Linked DNA regions of Mus musculus: region 2 is linked to region 1. A link is a contact called in public HiChIP or PLAC-seq data. All regions are on one chromosome and are shown on one strand. The core of a region is the stretch at or near the end of the contact, and the rest is flanking DNA. Distances in the headings are between cores, read along the strand shown. Region 1 holds the start of Egln3 (egl-9 family hypoxia-inducible factor 3). Region 2 has its middle 5.7 kb from the start of Gm7550.

What was found. HiChIP or PLAC-seq counts read pairs in DNA pulled down with a chosen protein or histone mark.
Region 2: an H3K27ac HiChIP or PLAC-seq map of VIP interneurons shows a contact between it and region 1, with 4 times the contacts expected there. The contact joins the enhancer-like site here to the promoter of Egln3 in region 1. A contact is called at or near these places in 1 of 39 promoter capture datasets (liver), 2 of 484 Hi-C or Micro-C datasets (macrophages and nephron progenitors), 12 of 115 datasets of contacts at active chromatin or transcription factors (CD8 T cells, the SCID.adh cell line, VIP interneurons and 9 more) and 2 of 9 other capture datasets (adipose tissue and liver).

What each region holds. Positions count from the first base shown.
Region 1 is chr12:54,202,606-54,205,155 of GRCm38.p6, reverse strand. Egln3 (egl-9 family hypoxia-inducible factor 3) reads left to right here and starts at 1,282. Exons shown (of 5, transcript NM_028133.2): 1 at 1,282-1,951. The coding sequence starts at 1,595.
Region 2 is chr12:54,384,300-54,386,849 of GRCm38.p6, reverse strand. No RefSeq gene overlaps it. Among named protein-coding and RNA genes, the nearest start is that of Gm7550, 5.7 kb to the left of the region's middle. Within about 2 kb of position 1,284, at least 31 of the 459 cell types and tissues checked have an H3K27ac peak or open chromatin away from gene starts, as enhancers often do. A contact at or near this core is called in VIP interneurons and neural progenitor cells, where this site is marked.

The DNA.
Region 1 (2,550 bases), core at 33-2,532:
GAAGTTGAGCCTTTACCCTAAGGAAATACACCTTCTCCTGGACAGACATATGGAAGAGGCCAACTGAGCAAGGCCATTAACAGGGTCCCTGTTCTCCATGGAGCTAGTTAGGTTTCTTCAAAGCTGCTTACACCCTCTCTGGTTGACTGCCACTCCCCAAGGCCCTGTTTGCCCTCACTGACTACAATACAGCCTTCTTCCCAGTCTGTCAGCACTCTCTCCTCCTCTGCCTCTCCTTCACATGAACTGCACCCCCACTTCTCCCCTCAGAGAAGGTGAGCAGAGGGGCTATTGGGAAGAGAATAAAAGCAAAAAGGACTTTATGTCCAAAATTAGTGATGCTTGAAAAATCGGTGCAGTTTTTCATTTGACTTAACTGAAAATCTAAATGTGCAAAGATGTGAACTGACTCTCTGTCTCTCTGTCTCTCTGTGTTTGTCTCTCTTTCCCTCTGTCTTAGATGTCTCTGTTTCTCTCTCTCTCATTTGGAAGGAAAGGGCATCAGAAATCTGTATAGAGACCACCTTACAGTAGATAATTAAGCCTTTTGGGTAGGGCCTAGGGCTCTAGTGCAAGTTGCATGTAGTAGAAGCCAGAGAGACCTGGAACACAGTGTATCTTTTGGGGAGAGTGCGAGTGATTTTGAGAGAGAATTTCAGAACCTTTTAGTAAAAAGCTTGAGTATAAATGGTGCATGAACATCTCCCGCAGGACAAAATACAAAAATTTGCAGGATTTGGCAGTGCTCTCCCTTCCCGGGGCGCCTCCCTATCTCTCTGTCCTCCACTCCCTTCTCAGGGGATACACACCAGCCTGGCACACAGGGTGGGGGGAGGTCAAGGGGAATGTTTGTTAATGAATCAGTCAGTTTTGGTTAAAATTAAATTCACCTCTCTCTCTCACAGGGGTTGGAACAGCCAGACCCGAATCAAACAGAAGAGGAAAGAAGGAAAGACACTAGGTAGAGCTTAAACCTTAATGTTTAAGAAATATAGTCACCAGAGAGGTGACTAGCCCAGAAAGTGGCAATAAACTGTTCATGTGCATCTCAGACGTGAGATCCAGGTTTTCAAGTTTGTTAGGGGATTTAACGCAAATCAATATGCAAATCGAGAGCATTAAAAAAAAAAAATCCAGCCCTTTCTTGGGTCACACACAGGTTAGCTAGAGTGGAGCTCACCCAGATGCTCCGCAGCACCAGTCCAAGAGGAAGAGCCCGGAGGAGGGCAGTCCCGGGGGCGGGACCATGACGTTGGGGTCAAGGCGGTGCTTTCTCTCGTTCCTCCCCCGGCCACGGCCGCCGCGGCGGTGGCTCTGCATCTCCAAAAAGGGCCCTCCGACTTCTCACTGGGCCAGTCCGGCGCTGGGTGGCGGAGCCCTACACTGCTCCCGCCGGTCCCAGAGCCGGGATCCCTTCTCTTCAGAGTTTCGAGCAACTTTCCCCGCCTCTGGAGCTAAAGTGGCTCGGGGACTGTGACCACCGCAGGTGGGAGAGTCCCCGGCCCGGCTCTCCGCATCTTCGCTGTGCGCTCGCGCTGGGAAAGCCCTGGGTGCGTGCACCCTGGGGGTCCCCGGCCTCGGCTCTGTGGGCGAGATGCCTCTGGGACACATCATGAGGCTGGATCTGGAGAAGATCGCCCTGGAGTACATCGTGCCCTGTCTGCACGAGGTCGGCTTCTGCTACCTGGACAACTTCCTAGGCGAGGTGGTGGGCGACTGCGTGCTGGAGCGAGTCAAGCAGCTGCACTACAACGGGGCCCTGCGTGACGGCCAGCTGGCCGGGCCGTGCGCCGGCGTCTCCAAGCGGCACCTGCGAGGCGACCAGATCACGTGGATCGGGGGCAACGAGGAGGGCTGCGAGGCCATCAACTTCCTCCTGTCCCTCATCGACCGGCTGGTCCTGTACTGCGGGAGCCGGCTGGGCAAATACTATGTCAAGGAGCGGTCCAAGGTAGGATGCGTGCGGGTGCCCAGCCGCAGCTGCGCTGCAGGGGACGGGAAGCCTTCATTCGGAGTGTTGTGTCGCCTTCGCTGGGGTGCAGCGAACTTTGGTTTTTAACCAAGAAGTCAGCTTGCCTATCTGCCCTACTTGCGTCCCCTCCACCTCCTGGCCTAACCCCTTAAGCAAAAGTCCACGTTAAGGGGCTCAGGTGTCTCGTGATGATGAGCTTCTGCTGACTCTGAAAGAATTGCCCTGGTTTTGGTGATGACCGCAAGGACAACTGGCTGGTGGAGGGAAAAGATATTGGAAACACTGCGACACGCATGTCCATGATCCGAAGTGCCTCCTTTAAAGCCACCCGGTACTGCCCTTCACAGTAGCCAGAGGCACTCTTAACTCTACTAGAGGCAAGTCTAATTTTTGCCTTGTGTTAGTTGGCTTGTAGAGTTAGGTAGGGTGGGAGGGAAGAGTTCGGTATGACAAGGTTAAGTCCTCCACTTCTGCTGCAGCCTTTGAGCCCTGGGGCTCAGAATTCTCATAGACCCCTCAGCCCAAGTGCTGAGCCCCACGCCATCGCCTTTCTTTTCCTATAAACTCATGGCAAAATC
Region 2 (2,550 bases), core at 35-2,534, 180 kb before region 1:
GAAATTTTGCCTTAAAATATAAAGCTTCTAAGAATGAGACCAGAGGATCCTTTCATACACAGAGATAGATGCTGTGATACAAATTTAATTCATCCTGTTATGGTTTATTTATCAGGGGCTCTGCTACCAAAGAGTTCAAAAAACATGTGTCTGTAGAGTGCCCAGGGAATTAGGATCCTAAGAATGGGGGAAGATCCAGAAAAATCTGTTTGTATAAACCCATCTTTCTTTGATACCCTTGTCTGCCGCCTGACTGGAAGGGATGGGAACACATCAGAAAGGCGGTGGGTTGGTGGGATGGAGACTTTAGGCTTGGACTTGACTGACCAAAGCTTATCCAACCTGAGACAAAAAGCCTTGGGTGAGCTTGGGATTTGTTTAGGATACTAAGGGCCACAGCACCCATTTTCCTTAAGCACTCAGGAGTGTGCCCGCCCATGAGTGCCCCACTAGAAGTTTCTGGATCTGTGATGACTTCTATCTTGAATGGAATAGACTAAGATTGTGAACTGTTTCTTTCCTTTTTTGCCAGTACCTTCTTTCTACTTCCTAAAAACAAGGTTGAAGGGATATTAGCCCACTTGAGCAAAAGGCTCCGGCAAGCGTTGTTCGTCTTCCCCATTCCTTCTGCCTTGCTAAAAACCCTTAGATTACATTCCTAAAGCTAGCCACCAAGGGCTATTTCTTTATTTGACCACTTTCTCCTCCTAAGGCTGACTACCAAGGTCCAGCTATTAAAGTATTGAAGGCCTGCAATCAAAAGCCCCCTTTGACTTACCTAACTAACGTGGCCAAACAAAATTACACACCTCATTCTAATAAACCATCGTTTTTCTATGTGCCACATCTGTCTCCTCTCTATCCAGAGGCAGTCCTTTGTTCTCTGGGACAAATATCCCTTCTCCCTCTCCCCTGCTCTTTCCCCTTCTCCCTCATTTTCTATCTCCCTCTCTTGTTACCCATCATTTGTCCCTCTGGGGCAAATAAATCTCCTTTGAACTTGGTCTTTGGGTGTCTTGAGCCGATACTTTTTTCCTTTCAAAGGTTAAAATGTAACAAATTAATGTCCTACAAAGAAGGGAGATGCTGAAAGGAAACCAACCTTGGTGGTGTGTTATAGGACCCTGCAAGAACTTTTAGTGTTTGCTCTCGGCTGCCAGGGCCATGGTATGAAAGCCAAGTGGTGATGTCAGCACTTGAAATACATGTTGCACACACATTGCACAAAGGAAACGGTCGCAGAGTGAAGCCTGACTGAATTACAAACAGCCACAGCCCAGCTGTCCACTGTAAAGCTGGCAAGTGTAGCCACTCACTTCTCCCCTATTCTGTATCTGGTGATAGCTACTGTGGTTGTGCCGACTCTTTCCATCTCTACCAGTATCACCACCCTCCTAGTGGTGCCTAGTCCTCCAGCCAAGCAAAGGACCTTGGGGGTCTGTGACCTAGAAAAATCCTAGAACTGGATTTAGACACAGCCCTGGGAGATGAAATCAGATTTTGATTTAATACTTATGTAGTTTGTTGTGATAAGTATATAAGGATCCTCTGTCGAGTGTTAGTAGAATAGGGAAGATTTTTAGAACAGAGAAAGGCCTAGGAGGGGATAGCAGAATGGTTGCTGTTGGGTGTGCCCATTTGAGCTAAGGTGCTTTGGTGACCACACATTTTGACAGCAGTGCTAACATATACCTCTTAGTCTCTCACCCAGGGTGTCCTAGCAGAGTTCTGAATGAGAAGGCAGTCAGCCTCCTAGGAAGGAAGTAGTTTTACAAAGACTCACACTTCGTTAAGAAAGCATCTTCAAAATTATTAGAGAAGAGTAAAAACAAAAACAAAAAACGTGTAATTCTGCACACCACTGACTTCCTTATGGGAAACATGTCTTAATGCTGAAAGGATTCAGAATTAACTATAGAATTAGTGGGTTCTTTTTATTTCCCCCTTTCTGACTTTTTGCGATAGGGTGCCATCTTGACCAGGCTGGCATCAACTTTATGTGTAACCGAGGATGCCCTTTGAACTCCTGATAACCCTGCTTCTGTATCTCAAGTACTAGCATTATAGATAGGCACTACCATACCCAGCACTAGAATTGTCTATGAGATTGGAACTTACCTTTAGACAACATTTTCACTGCAAAGAGTCAAGGACATTGAATGTATAGAAAATGTTCTCAAAATGGTCAAGGCATAGTACTCAGCCTGGAGAGGGGTGGAGGTAACTCTGGTGCCGAGATGATCAGGATCTCACCAATTGCTTAGTTATCACTGAGACAGATGAAATTCCAGACAAAGGCTCACTTATAATACAAACTAATTACCTGTCATCTTACACGTCTAAATCTAGCAGCCTCTTTATCTGGTGAAAAAAAAAAAAGTTGAAGGAGAATGATGTAATTACATTAGATGATCAGCTGAAATAAGTTAACTAAGAAATGTTTGAAGAAAGACAAAGCTAAGCTGTGGCACACTGGGATTGCTCTTGTTGGCCCTCTGTCAGAAGCGACATTCTTGGACTGTGAGGTTCAGCTTTCTGGGAGGAAAGGGG